Linked DNA regions of Mus musculus: regions 2, 3 and 4 are each linked to region 1. A link is a contact called in public Hi-C data. All regions are on one chromosome and are shown on one strand. The core of a region is the stretch at or near the end of the contact, and the rest is flanking DNA. Distances in the headings are between cores, read along the strand shown. Region 1 overlaps Tenm4 (teneurin transmembrane protein 4). Region 2 overlaps Tenm4 (teneurin transmembrane protein 4). Region 3 overlaps Tenm4 (teneurin transmembrane protein 4). Region 4 overlaps Tenm4 (teneurin transmembrane protein 4).

What was found. A called contact is a pair of places that touch in the nucleus more often than the background predicts.
Region 2: a Hi-C map of the N1E-115 cell line shows a contact between it and region 1, with 10 times the contacts expected there. The contact joins two enhancer-like sites. A contact is called at or near these places in 18 of 484 Hi-C or Micro-C datasets (B cells, the G1E-ER4 cell line, the N1E-115 cell line and 8 more), 3 of 115 datasets of contacts at active chromatin or transcription factors (astrocytes, embryonic stem cells and fibro-adipogenic progenitors) and 1 of 9 other capture datasets (embryonic stem cells).
Region 3: a Hi-C map of the N1E-115 cell line shows a contact between it and region 1, with 3 times the contacts expected there. The contact joins two enhancer-like sites. A contact is called at or near these places in 1 of 39 promoter capture datasets (hippocampal neurons), 7 of 484 Hi-C or Micro-C datasets (the N1E-115 cell line, Th1 cells, cerebral cortex and 4 more), 5 of 115 datasets of contacts at active chromatin or transcription factors (the 3134 cell line, CD8 T cells, astrocytes and 2 more) and 1 of 9 other capture datasets (embryonic stem cells).
Region 4: a contact with region 1 is called in a Hi-C map of the N1E-115 cell line, with 13 times the contacts expected there. The contact joins two enhancer-like sites. A contact is called at or near these places in 22 of 39 promoter capture datasets (the 3T3-L1 cell line, the C10 cell line, the HPC-7 cell line and 13 more), 8 of 15 datasets of contacts at CTCF or cohesin (the G1E-ER4 cell line, embryonic stem cells, large pre-B cells and 3 more), 262 of 484 Hi-C or Micro-C datasets (the 4T1 cell line, 8-cell embryo, the AML12 cell line and 124 more), 32 of 115 datasets of contacts at active chromatin or transcription factors (CD8 T cells, PVALB interneurons, Th17 cells and 17 more) and 4 of 9 other capture datasets (adipose tissue, embryonic stem cells, liver and 1 more).

Annotation. Positions count from the first base shown.
Region 1 is chr7:96,909,288-96,912,715 of GRCm38.p6, reverse strand. It overlaps Tenm4 (teneurin transmembrane protein 4), which reads right to left. Exons shown (of 33, transcript NM_001310762.1): 33 at 1,623-3,428. Among named protein-coding and RNA genes, the nearest start is that of Gm22226, 9.1 kb to the left of the region's middle. Within about 2 kb of position 1,930, at least 14 of the 459 cell types and tissues checked have an H3K27ac peak or open chromatin away from gene starts, as enhancers often do. A contact at or near this core is called in the N1E-115 cell line and embryonic limb bud, where this site is marked.
Region 2 is chr7:96,678,695-96,682,122 of GRCm38.p6, reverse strand. The region is part of intron 7 of Tenm4 (teneurin transmembrane protein 4); the gene reads right to left. Among named protein-coding and RNA genes, the nearest start is that of Gm15413, 120 kb to the left of the region's middle. Within about 2 kb of position 1,527, at least 18 of the 459 cell types and tissues checked have an H3K27ac peak or open chromatin away from gene starts, as enhancers often do. A contact at or near this core is called in the N1E-115 cell line, where this site is marked.
Region 3 is chr7:96,706,548-96,709,975 of GRCm38.p6, reverse strand. All of the region lies in intron 10 of Tenm4 (teneurin transmembrane protein 4), which reads right to left. Among named protein-coding and RNA genes, the nearest start is that of Gm15413, 93 kb to the left of the region's middle. Within about 2 kb of position 1,750, at least 26 of the 459 cell types and tissues checked have an H3K27ac peak or open chromatin away from gene starts, as enhancers often do. A contact at or near this core is called in the N1E-115 cell line, where this site is marked.
Region 4 is chr7:96,773,585-96,777,012 of GRCm38.p6, reverse strand. It overlaps Tenm4 (teneurin transmembrane protein 4), which reads right to left. Exons shown (of 33, transcript NM_001310762.1): 15 at 2,844-3,038. Among named protein-coding and RNA genes, the nearest start is that of Gm15413, 26 kb to the left of the region's middle. Within about 2 kb of position 1,617, at least 23 of the 459 cell types and tissues checked have an H3K27ac peak or open chromatin away from gene starts, as enhancers often do. A contact at or near this core is called in the N1E-115 cell line and embryonic limb bud, where this site is marked.

The DNA.
Region 1 (3,428 bases), core at 681-3,180:
GGATGAGGCGCTGGACTCGTATTTGGGACACTGGGAACACACAGAGGATGAAATTTAGTTTTGATTAACCTGGAGAGGAGCTCACTCCTGAAGTGGCCCCGTCTTGAACAGCTCAGGTCAGCTTTAGAGGACGCACTGGGGGCATCTTGTGAGAGCAGAAAGAGTGTCCAAAAGGTTTTGAGTTGATTTCAGCCAGGTGTGAAGACTGTGTGTGAACAACTGACAGGCGAAAGTCTGGGGCTTGACTGAGTGGTCCAAGAGCTCAGGCAGCCCATTGTGGTACATGCAGAGGGAAAGGTAGATGGGGTAGGGGTGTCGGGGTGTGGGCTAGCGCAGCTGCCCACTGGGAGAAAGGGGAGGTTCTGCTGACTCGGGGCATCTGAAGTGTCACACACATTAAACAATTTATTATGTACACAGCATTGAGGGTAGCATAGTTACCAGCAGTTCTCAAAGCAGTAATACCTGGGAACCGATTAGAACTGCATGTTCTGGGGCTACCCTCCAGGCCTGCTTATTTGGGAATTCAGGGGGAGGGGGAGGTGCTATACGTTCATAAACTGCAAGTCAAAGCTTGAGAAACATTATAGAGTACAGAGTGCTAAGCTTTGGACAGCAGTTAAGGGTCTGGGTTGGCTGGGCTGGGCAGAGGGGGCATGGTGTTCTGAGCAGTGAGCTACTTTACATACATCCTTCTTTAAGTGACACAAGAAGAAATCGACCAGGAGGTCTGTGTCACCATGCCCTCATGGAGAGGCACGATCTGGCGTGCAGAGTACCTCAGTGACCAAAGGTCAGGTCGTAGCACCGGAACCCCTGTCCATGCTGAGGTGGCTCACAGTGGAGGGCTGCGCTGCTGATGCTGCCTGTCACTTCTGCCGTGATGTCTCCATCCAGCCTGCATGGAAGGAAGGGGCCTATTATAGCTTGACCCTCCTTTCCCTAGAGCTTAGCATGGGCCAACCTGGGGTCAATGAGAGTGGGATGGCATTCCTGACTTAGAAGGACGGTTGTTTGAATTTTCATAAAGTTTGCCACATACACCCGGGAGCTGGGCTCAGTAAATAATCTCTTCAAGACTACCAGCATTCACCCCTGACACTGAGGTCTCATAGCTTAAGTGTGCGATTAAAAGAGAGAGGTTCCCACGCACTGTGATTAGAACTACGCTAGATTGGAAAGAAAAGAACACAGCAGGAAAACACCTACACTACTCAAGGAGTTTTTCTCCTCTCTCCCTAAGTTGTACTATGTGGTTATTATCACGTCTCAGTTGAACACGCGCCTGTTAATTTGTAAGGTGCAGTAACTCTGTGGCAGGTCCTGCGTTTGGTGGTGGATGGGGCCAGGTGTTCCTGCCCCTTGGAATCTGTCTTTGAAGCCAGTGAGCATAAGAACCAGGCTAGGACACAGCTTAAGGCAGTTTGGCACTAGCTAAGGTGAGAGCTGCCTCTGTGTGTACCTCATCTTTTAGTAAGTGAGGCCTCTGGTCTTCTGTGATCCTCCAGACACCGCTGTTCATGACAGGTAGGACCTGCAAGGGACTCTGGGACTAAGATGGGGGTCTTCCTCCAGCCCTCCTGGTAACTGCCACTGTCTCCCAACAAAGGCCACTGCACACCTTTAAACACAAAATAGTCTTTTATTTGTCAACGAAGGCTACACGGGATCACTTCTGGTTTTGTTTTTATGCTTTCCCCCCTTTTTTCTAGAAGGTATCTACATCTGCATTTATTTACAGCCTTGTTGGTATTTACACAGTCAAGAATACAGTGTTAGAAACACAAAAGTGTTGAGAAAAAAACTTCTCAAAATTAGTTCCAGACTTCAGGAAAACTATTTCCACATGGTAAGGCCAGAGTCTCCAGTGTTGGTCATCCAGAGGCAGCTCATTATCGTCCTTTGCCAGAGCTGCGGGTTCAGAAGTCCTCAGAATGACGGGCACATTTAGAACAGTGGGGTTCTGGTGATGAGTGGATTAGAGCTGCTGGGAACCACCAGACATCTGTGGGTCAGCTTCTGCGGGGACAGCCGAGCCTGCCCACGGGCAGTCAGCCCTGAACCATCAGCCCTTAGAATCAATCACATTTTTCTTAGGGACTAGGAAGTAGCCCAGTCTCACGCCTTTGGCATTCCCCAGAGGGTAAGAAGTACAACACAGGGCCCCACCGAGGCCTCTGAAACACAACACAGGGTTCCCACCCCATGCTTCCCCACCTTTGATCTTCCACAACACCGTGAAACCGCATAGCCCGCCACTGTTCCGGGCAGTCAAGTACACAAGGCTGGTTTTTGAGAATGATGGGTTGGAGAGGATAAAGTTTCAGTCACCTGAGCAATGAGTCTTTAAAATGAGTTTGCTGTTTTGGGAAGGCTAAATAAAAAGGTCTTGAACCACAGAGTTCATTTTTTACTTCCGTCCCCTCTCACAAAATATAGACAATGGTTTTGACCTAGCTGGGGACGGTGTGCCTCTCGTGGAGGGCTTTTAGTCCTGATGAAGATCCCGGGAGAGAGGAGAGACTGGGACCCCATGGGAGGTGAATCCTCCTACCCCAGAATCGGCATAACCTGGGCTAAGCAGTTGATGTGAGGGATGAAGGACACACTCATCTTTGTGTAATGGGTGATTTAACCCCAAAGCCCAGCCCTCTGCTGGAAGCCAGCCAGCTCATCTCCCCGGGTACAAAGCCCAATGTCACTGCTCTCACCACATCACATGGCCAGCAGAAACACAAGGACTGCAAATGGCAAAGATGTGTTCTAAGATGTCACACTGAAAACCTTCTCTATAAAGGCAGTCACTTAAGTCACAGTTGTAAGGCCCTTTCTTCTTCTTCCCTTGCCTCAAGCCTATAAAGCCAGTTTACTCAGCTTACTCGGCTCTTCTTCATCATCTGCCCCCCTCCCCATGCAATCCCTCTTATTTTCAGGCACTTGTCCAGCCTCAGCAGTCTCCCTTTAGCTTCCTAGGGTTTCTTTCAAGCCCAGCATCCTTCAGTAGAGTCAGGCACTGGTGTGGACCTTGGGCTAGTTTTCCACCAGTGGCTCTGAGCCAAGTGTTAAAGGCTAAAGTGTGGTTTACTATGGAGTCAATATCACCACAATACCATCTAGTGATGCCTGCCTGGGAGATGACCATAAAGGGGGTCTCAGGGTATAAAAGACGAGGTCAGAAACTAATAAAGTCTTGTTTAAGGTCTTGGAGGAGGGGCTGAGGCTGGGGGACTAATTGGCAGTTGTGGAGGGTGGAGAAGGTGGGAACTATGCAAAAGCAATCCTTAGAGGTTCAGAAGCTAACTCCCATCAGAATCACAAACTTCCACCAGTGAGGAAGACCCGGTCACTCTCTCAAGTGGATAGATGTAATGAGTGTCGAAAGAGCGGGAGCTGTCCAGGATGGCATTTTATATTTAAAGTCTCCTAAA
Region 2 (3,428 bases), core at 278-2,777, 230 kb after region 1:
TCATGCGCATGTGGTCCTTACAATAAAGTATGTCCATTTCCACTTCACAAAGCAAATGTCCTGTAATGACCTGCGGATACCAAGTAAGGATAGGGTGTCTCCTTCTAAGTGGCCAGGGCAGGACCAGTGCAGAACCAGAACAGCTGTGCTTTGGGGCTTGGAGACAGGGCAGGACAGTGTGTGGGTCATGGTGACATGATCTGTGCTTTTTTTTTTTAATGTAATATTTGTTATTTACTCTGATACTTTCATACGTGTGCACAATGTATTTCAATCTTCTCCACACCCCCCACTCCTCTCTTCCAATTCCTCCTGCTTTCCCAACTTCAGCTTCAGCTGTCACTTTTATAACCCATTGAGTTTAATCAGTGGTGCCCAAAAGTGCATGGGTGTGGAGCCATCCACTAGTGAACAGGCAACAACAGTGGCCACATCCCCAAAGAAAAATGACTCTCCCTCTCGCAGCTGCCATCACTGCCTGTAACAACCCTCTAGCTGAGGGTGGGTCCTTCTGAGCCCCTCTCCCATCCTCGCTGGAATTCTGCACTTTTTGTACATCCTCAGCTCCTGCTGTATAACTCAGGCACACTGTAACTAATCACACTTACTCCCATCGATTTTTTTTTTAATCCCCAAGGACAAACTACCTCATCCCTCCTTAATCTAATGACTAAAATTAGGCAAACGCAGCCAGCTGATACACATTAGGCATCGCCCCAGAAAGGAAGACATCAAATAAAATATGACCAAAACCCTTTTTATGTCTCCATTCTCTTAACTGCCCATGCAAATCAGGCAGAGGCCTTCCAAATACAAAAAAGATGTTGGGATCTGTGTATGTGCTCAGAATCCTTCTTTGGGTCAGGTCACCCAGGGAACACCTCTTGGTGCTATCCCCCTTTCTCATGAGCGAGCACTGAGTCTCCTGTGTGCCAGGCAAGCATGGTGGTTAAAACTTTACATTGAAGTTTTCCATTCCACATCATTGCACTGTGAAGATCTAAAGCCATTCATCCTATTTCACACAGGAGGAAACTCATGCTTGCAGAAATGAATGGCAAGCTGCAGGCTACCCAGGAGGAAGTAGATTCAAACCCAGCACTAAGTATGTCCTCTCTGGGGCGACCCACTGAAGCTGGGGACAGCCAGTTTTGTGAAGTCTGACACAAAACGCAATGGTCACCACTTGCAGCCTTGTATTCAGAGGACTAGAGAGGGATGGTCCAGATGCCCAGGTCTGTCCTGCATCTGGATAGGCAGGACCTGAGGTCTGGGCAGGGAAGGCCATAGAGGAGCAATCATGTCCAAACCATGGGAACTGCGCCTGCCTGAAGGAACTTCAGAAATAACATCTCTGTTCCTCCCTCTCAAGGACTCAAATGTGGCACTGAGGAAGATTTCTAAATGTCAAAGCCTCTGTGAAGATTGTCTGCCCGCCTCCTTCGCACACACTTGAGGTCTGCGCTATAATTACAGACACTCTTCCCTGGCCCTCCATATTTGCCTTGTCTGAGCTCATCTGTGCTGGGCTGTAGTCAGTGCAGGAAAAGCATTGCAGGCAGACTCCCAGGGGAACTGTGTTGTCCCAGCAGACTGATGGGGAAGACTGGTAATTGTAGGTGGAAGGCCAAGGCAAGAAGAGAGGCAGCAGCTCTGGGGAGCCTGGTGTGAGGCTAACAGCTCACACCACTCTTCTGGCCTTTCTCCAGTCCGAGAGCTGCATCTTTCAGCTGGGATCTCAGACTTCCCGAGGATCATGGGAACTCTGGGACCCTCCAAAGTCATAGTTCTTTCCCATTTTCTCAAGGCAGAGGCCAGTCAGACACTAGCACCTATTATGTACAAGGCCAGGAAACAGGAGTAGAGAGAGAGGCCGTTCAGGTGCCAAGGTTCTCTCACAGGTCAGGTTTCGGGCTATGAGCCATAACTGCAGACAGCATGGAAATCAGTAAGACCCTGGGTGCATGTCCAGTGCGATTGGGCTGGAATGGACTGATAGGCTCTTGTCAGATTTGAAGAGAGGACCTAAGAGAAGCAACAAACCACTAGCAGATGGCAGCTTGCAGCAAGCACACTGCAGGACACTTTGTTCAAGGCCTCAGAGACAGTCCCTAGAGGTCTTGAAGATGGACACAGCTAAATGATAGGGACAATGGATAATACGCAGGGACAGTGTGAGCAGAGGCAGGCAAGCAGAAAATAGAGGGAATGTGGTTTGCACCACTCAGAGGCAATTAATTTAATTAAGCACTGCCCTCCTGATGTCTTTATGGTGACAGGGCTTGTTACTTAACTCTTCCTGTGTTTTTGCCCAGTGTCTCCAACTAGGTCATCTTGTCAAAACATTTCTTTAAATCTCTGGCTCTCCCTAGAGTCCACATAGTTCTCAGTGTGAGACAAAAACCACTGCAATCATTACCAACATATTGAGGACCACTTTCCCAAGTTGGAAAAGAACACCGACGGTGTGGCTGACATTTCTGAACATCCCTTCGAAAGGCCAGTCACCACCTCAGATGGTGAACGCAGATGAGAAGTAAATGCAGGTGACAAGTGTAGACACCCTGGCCACCTTTGCAATCCAGAGGAGCATTGTCCCGAAAGTATGACATATTTCAGTGGGCATTATAGCCCCAAAGACCAACATAAGAAAATAAATAAAACGTTCCAAGCTCAAAATACAAAGATTTCACTAGGAGGCTCACAAGAGAGGTGGGATGTTTCAGGACTGTTCTCAGAATTGGGAAGAGGTCACCAGTGTCCACCATCCTAGCCACCATTTCCCCAGACTGGAGAAGACTGGAGACAACAGTTCAGCTACACCTGTGTCTCCTCTCCTTCCCCCTGGCACCTGTGGTCTGCCGGGCACTGAACAAATCACAGAGTAGGCACAGGGTTACCAATCAAACATGGTGAAGCAAGAAGCAAGTGGTTAAGGCCAGTGTGTCTTCTTTACAGTCACTCAAGAGCTGTCCAATCAGAGGGTCTCATTCTTGATTCCATATGCTGTCATCATCTTGAAATTTGCCAAATAAGTTTTGATTAGGGGCCCTACACTTCCAATGTACGCTGGACCAAATGAATTATGTGGGCAGTTCTGGATGCGGAAAGAAGACTTTGCCATCTGACTCCCATCCTTCCATTTGACAGAGAGGAGTAAGACTGTTGGGGGTATGGCCACGGCTGACAATGTTTGAGAGAGAGCAAGGTGACTCCATCTCCTGGGTCAATGAATGGTACAGAAATGAGCATGTGACCTAGTTTGGAACAAAGAGACTCAAAGATGGCTTCTTGAAGATACCCTTTGGTTTTTGTTGTTGTTGTTGTTGTTTGGTTGGTTGTTTGGTTGTTTTTTTTTTTTTGTTTGTTTGTTTTTTTAAATCAATAGATATGAAGCCAGTCTTTGTTCATCATTAAATGGGCTATAC
Region 3 (3,428 bases), core at 501-3,000, 200 kb after region 1:
GAGGCTGCCAGATGTGGATAAGGAATAGAGGAGGAGCTATGATTACCCTAGCTTCCAAGCCTAATGCTTTTCCTAGTCTTCTCGTGTCCATCTTATTTGTACCCGAATCCCAGGAGGTGAAATGAACATTTCTGTTACCATGCTTTGGCCTATACCTTTCTATGTAGGCTACCCATAGCAGACTTAAGCGTTGTGTAAGGCCCTTAATTTCAATAAAGCCATTGTGAGCACAGCTACCTTGTGCTGGGCTCTGGACAAGATACTTGGCCATGGAAAATGTGTACTGCAGCTCTTAGGATGAGATGTCTACTGTCCCTTCCTGTGGCATGGCTGCTTCACTGAAGGGCAGTTCACAGTCTGAATGAGGAATGTCTCCCAAAACTATTTTGAACACTTGATCCCCAGCTGGTGGCACTGTCTTGAGAGGCTACGGACCTTTAAGAGTTGGACCCTTGCTAAAGGAAGTGGGTCATTGGGGGTGGGGCTTGAGGGTACATAGCCTGATCCCACTTCCTGCTGCTCACTGTCTGCTTTCTGATTATGTCGAAGATGTAACCATCTGCCCCATGTTTTTGTCGTTATGCCTTCTGTGCCATGATGAACTGTATCCCTTCTTAAATTATGAGCCTGGATCAACCTTTCCTTCCTCAATTGCTATCGTCAGGTATTCTGCCATATCGATGAGAAGAGTAACTAACAAATAGTAAGGTGTCAGATCTTTAGGAGCCACATTCTCTGCAAACGACTCTCATCACCCAAGTGCAGCTCTACCAACACTTTCCAGATGGCGCCCAAAACTGCGTGACTCAGGCTCTGCCAGACCCAGAACCGCAATAATGTTCCACCAAGCAAAGCTCTCTCAAATGGCTCAAACGGCCTCTTGAAGAACAGCGATTAAGCTTGGCAACATTCTCACTTACAAACTAAACTATTGTTACTTTGAGCCAGGGTTTGTTTAGTTTTTGCAACTCACTCAGTTTCTGGGAGAGGTGAAAACATGACCTAATTAACCAAAAGATCCATCACGGCTTCTGAGGTTGTAGGACTGTCCCTCCCAGAGGTGGCTACAGCTCATGTTTGTGACACCACAGGCTCTGGATTTTCTGGTACAATTCCTCTAGGCAAGGGATTGTTCACGGGAAAGAGCTGAATGGGATCATCTCTATCCATCAAACCTCAGGCTGAGATAATTGACGTTCAAGGAGCTGTAATGGCATTCTTCCAAGGCCACCAGCAAGCAATGTCTCCTTGACCATTGTGCTTCTTAGCCTAGCTGCGGCAACTCTATTACTCGCTCTAGTATGCAGAGGTAGAAACAAGCCTCAGTGGCTTATACTACCAGAGGAGCACCATGCTTGCATAGAGACATTACAGTGAACTCACCCCACCCTTTAGGGTGGGCTTAGACTTGGTATAGAAGAGCCAGAAGAACCTAGGGTGCTCTGGGGCTTTTATTTAAATGGAAAGCCTTTCTCCATCCCTCTTTCCCAGGCTCTCTGGCCAGATAGGTGCTTGAAGCATCCTCAAGATTGCAATCTGCAGCTCATCTACTGCCTTTTACACCGTGTTCAGAAGTGAAAGAAGCTGTCAGCTTCGTGTGGATACAGCTAACTGTCAGTGAAGCAAAATTAACTTTTGTCCTACTTGGAGAAAAGACACGGGGTGGGGGCATTTTAGATGACTGTTCCCTTTTGTGGCTGCTCTCCTGGAAAAACTAGACATCCCTACAAATGTGCTCTGACATACGCCCTGTTTGCTTTCTCGGCTGCTCTAGTGACTAATGCAGGCTGGGAAGCTGGCAGGCTGCAGCAAGACAGGATTGGACCAGGTTTTCTCTCAAAAGATAAAGATGTAGATACTCTCTGCCTTGGGGTCACAACAGAAGTATTAACAATCTGCAACTTCCACTGGGTGTCCACTCTGTGATAGGTGTGCGTGTATGAGCATGTATGCATGAGTGAGTGCAAGTGTGTGTGTGTGTGTGTGTGTGTGTGTGTGTGTGTGTGTGTGTGCGCATAGGGCAGGTTAGGTACCCTGTATAAACTTTCTTCCTTGAATTTTATGACAACTCTGTGATACAACCACTTGGGCCTTCATTTTACAAACATAGAAACTAAAGAGGCAAAGCTTGTAGGTGAGGAGCTGAGGTCTTAAAGCTACAGGTCTAATTTCAGAAGCCAGGCTCTTGAGGGCCATTTGTCACTCATGGTTACCTCTTCTGTGAGATGGGCTAATCATGGCATCCGTGCCCACTATAAGAACAATACAGAGATGGGAAGCTAGGTTTCCAAGAGGCTAAGAACCAGAGCCACGCTTACCCTGTGAATAAAGATCACAGGTGGGACCTGAAGGAGGCATCCATCAGCTCAGAACGATCCATTCAAGCCTAGGACCTGCAGCACCACACCTAGAGGCACACATGCTCTTAGAGATCCCAAGTCTTGGATGAATGGTGGCTAGGTCATTTACTACCAGTGGGATCCTGGAAAGTTGTCATGAGCTTTAGATTCTCCATGAACAAAAAAACAACACTGATTCCATAGAATCATTATGAAGGTTCAGAGAGAAGCAGCACTGGGTTTGGCCCAATGCCAGGACCACATTTAAAGTTTGGTGTTTTGTTTTGGTTTTGGTTTTGGTTTTCCGATACAACAGAATATCGAGATTGGAAAGCTACAGCATGAGGGGAAAGACTGAGCTGGAAAGAGTCAAAGTATATTTTCAAAAGTGTCAGAATACCTGTGGTTGGGTGACTCACATCCCTAATGTGACATCATGGGACAGTGAGTGAGTCACTTAAGCTTTGTGGGCCCCAGACAGGGTCTTCATCTGCAAATGGGGTCCTAACCCACTGGAGTTAGGAGATTTTGATGGAAAAATACAAGTGAGGTGTTTAGGGCAAAAGGGGGCACGAGGAAGACTCGGCACTAACAGCAAGTGATGTTGGGAATGACAGACAGTGGGCACTGACATTTTTCTACACTGCATGTTGTATATTTGTTCTACTCAAAATGTTCTAAGAATGATCATGGTGCTATGAGAATAAAGCATCGTCTACACAGCATCAGCTGCTTGCGTCTCCATGTTGCTCTGCAAGCAGACTTCTCTAGAAAAGGAAAGGTAAGGTAACCAAATGGAGACCAGTGAGGATCTGAAAACAGTAACAAGAGGGGTCAAGTAGGGTGAGCACATCCGCGTGGCTGCCTGTCTCTGCATGGTTACCTGTCTGAAGTAAACAGCAAGAGAGCTCCACTTCCCTCTTTGAAGACGTCACATGACCCTGACAAGGTCCTCCCTGGGGCGTGGAGAGTCTACCTTAGCCATATAAGGCTTTCTGAGGAAAGTAGGAGCAGATGGCCCAAAGGCAAGTCTCCATGGAGTCTTAACTCCAATTCCTCTATTTTCCCATGAAAATACCAGTAAATATG
Region 4 (3,428 bases), core at 368-2,867, 140 kb after region 1:
AACCTGGTCTGGGTATAAAAGAGTCACAGGCACAAAGGGGCCGAGACTTTATGAAAGAGAGCATTCTGGGATATTTGTTTTGAGGACCAGACTGTGGAGCCAGCTCTTTTGCCACCTCATTTTTAAAAGGAATTTTACTTGGCAATCTCAGTGGTAAGTGAGAAGGCCAAGGGACCAAGAGTAACTAGCTTCTAAAATCACAGTAATGACAGTAGCAAAAGTTGTCACTCATTTAGAAGCTTGTCTGTGCTACTCTTGGCTATTAAGCCTTTTATGTAGCTCTATTTAATCTATTATTTTCATTAAATAATTTTTCCAAGGCAGCACAGAAGGAATTTACATTTCATCCTCTCTCTCCTGTCTAGATTGCTTGCTATTTTCTCTTATAATCTGACTGGTTCAAAAATACATTTGCGCATATATGCTCACATAAACACATGAAGTGGTTTAAAAATAGAAGCCAAATCAAAACAGGGAAGGAAACAGGACAGTGTGGGGGATTAATAAGGCCCAACGAAGGCAAATGACTCTTCTCTTATGGTCTCCAGACACCATTTAACAACGGCTAAAGCATGACCTGCTGAAATTCAGGTAATTAAAAATAATAAAGACAACAGCAGTGATAAATTCTCATGACGGGCCTCAGATCCCGGAACCGCAGAAGGATTATTCCAGCCCATTAGACTACTGTGGCAATTCCCTTGGTTCAGAGAGCTTTCCAACTTGACAGCAAACAACTTGGCAAATCCTACGAAGAGACCTAGGAAAGCATTTCCCATCCTGTGAATGCCTGGCCCCAGCTTTGGGCTGACCCTGCTTCCGAGGAGCCCAGGGTGCCCTCAGGGTGGATCCTGTACACATCCAATGCTTGAGTGCAGCCTGGGAGGGTATCAGTTTTGGTGAAGTGTACTTGTCATTGCAGACCTGTCCTTTCATACACAGAGGGACCGGGGAACCAGCAAAGGGAACCCCATAGTCTCAGGAGAATAAAGACTAAGATGAGCTAATGAGAGGCCTTCTCTTTAAGAATCTGGTCTCCATGCTTCCAGGTGACCTGAGAAGCATAGGGAAGCTCACAGAGTTCCGTGTGACAGGGACAAGGAGCTCCTGGCACCCGGGCTAGACTTGATGAATGCCATTGGCCCTGAGCTCTGATCCTCAACTGAGGGCTGTTACCTGTGCTACAGTAGCCTTCTGCCAAGGAGGCTTTGAGTGGCCTGGGTCTGCCTCCTCCTGGGCCTGTGGGTGACAGGATAGTTCCAAGGATAAAACTCTCTTCTTCCCTCACACCGAGACAGCCTCATGAACATGGGTTATCTCCTGGGAGCTATGTGTAATGCAGGAGGTACCAGCAGGCCTGCGAGGGAGTAGGTGCTTGGGAGGTGGGCTAACTTGGTTTAGATTCTTTCTAGAAGGCATACCAGACAGTCCCCCTTTTCTCTTTCACAGAGCCAAAATTCCTTGCAGAAGCTTAGCTCATTAATGGAGGACGGTGCCCACACGGCCAGGCTGCAAACACAGGCTCCCTACTACCCCAACCCCCAAATGCTCCATGCTTCAGTGACCACACAAGCCACTAGATGCCCTTCAGGACTGGGAAGGCAGCGTAGTCTCACTTTTCACTCCAAAAGATCTGAGTCTGCACTCTCCTGCCCCTCCCCTGGTCCCCCTTCAAGCCTCCTGCCTTTGCCTTCTCTCAGGCTTTAAAAAAAATATGGAGCTATAAACTTCAGAAGGAAGAGAGAGAGAAAAAAAGTAAGCTTGTTAGCTGATGTTTTATAAACGGGAAACCCGTTAGCCGTGGAGCCCAGGGAGGAGGGGGAGGAGGAGGGAGGAAGGAGGCCCCCAAAACATTATTATAAACATGAGACTGTACAAACACGTTTTAGCAGAGAACGAGAAATAATAAAAGAGATCAGTCCCAGATGGCCCTCTTCAGAAAGGAGAACAGGAGGAGGAACACTTCATTTCAAATGGATAACGTAAATCAGAGCTCTAAACGTTACTTCTTTCTCTTTGAAAAAAAATATCCCACAGCCGTGGGCCACTGTCCAGTGTCCTTCTGTCTGGAGAATGCCACATGGACATGCTCAGGTGAAACATCCCACTGTTCTAATAGGAATCTCTCCTACTAGACCCTTCTGCGCAGGGTCTTCACCTCACGTGATTTAAGGAAAGGGAATTAAGGAAGATCCTCATGTCCTGCAGGCTGCCATCTTCCTTCAACAGCTACCGGCACCTCCAAAGCTAAGGTCTGCACCAGTACTCAGTGGCTCACTGAAGGGCTATAAGTAACAGAGACAGGAAATGCCTTTCAGACATTGATCCCGCCTGGCTTCTTACTTTAGGTCTGTTAACATTCTCTCTTTTAAGAGAAAATGGTGCTGTAAATGCAGGCTCTCTGTCACATACTAAGTGGGTTTAGAAGACTAGCCTTCCTCGGAACCTCTCTGCCCCACTGGGGAAGGAGCCTCGGTGCTGGCTGGTAGGAAATAGGAGGTGGTAGCAAGTGTATCCATTGCCCATCGGCTGCAAACGGTAAAGCCCATCCATTTCCAAACCCTGGGTGAAGGAGGCCGAAGCCTGGCTGTCCCCGAATAACGCTACTGATATAAGAGCCACAGTTATGGAGCATTTACTAGGTGTCAGCCACCGAACTAAGTGCTTGATATGGGCTATTTCGTTCAGCCCTCACAGTGGCCCCCTGGGGAAGGTAGCCTGGCTTTATGGAGGAGATGGAGCTAGGACTCAGAGCTCTGTCAGATTTCAAAGCAGGAGTCTTTGAAAGCCATTCCACAGAGCAGGTTGGCCTCTACCTTAGAGGCAGGCTGGCTGAATCTCACCTTCCTCGCAGCTCTCGCCCTTGTAGCCGGGGTTGCAGATGCAGGTGCCCATGATGCAGGTGCCATGACTGCTGCAGGCCACGTCAATACACTGGTTGGTAGGCACGTCACATTCGGCACCCTTCCAGCCACTGTGGCACAGGCACCTGCCCTTCATGTACTGGCCGTTCCCACTGCACAGCACGGGACAGGATGCTGAAGAGACAGTACCAAAAGCCTGGGTGAGTCGCTTCCCAGCACCCTGTCATGGGTGTCTCTTCTCTTCTCCCCTCCGCTCGGCTGATCACACCGGTTGATTGGTAGTGAACTCCCCTGTGTACCCATCACCCACTTCCCCTGCGATGGTTCATTGCAGCTTAAGCACCTCTGGGGTTGGAAGAGAAGGTGTGTGGCATGCGGCTGGGGGCTGGCACGGGGTGCTGCTGGCTTCTCTGGCCTCCTCTGATTCAGATGGAGCGCCCTGGCTGCCAGGAGCTTCAGAAAGGAAACTGCCATCTGTTTCTTATTATCAGTAGAAAAGATAGTATCTGGGGCTCCTGGCTGCCTGCTTTGCCTCTCCCGGCACTCTCCTGATAGCCCTCTGTT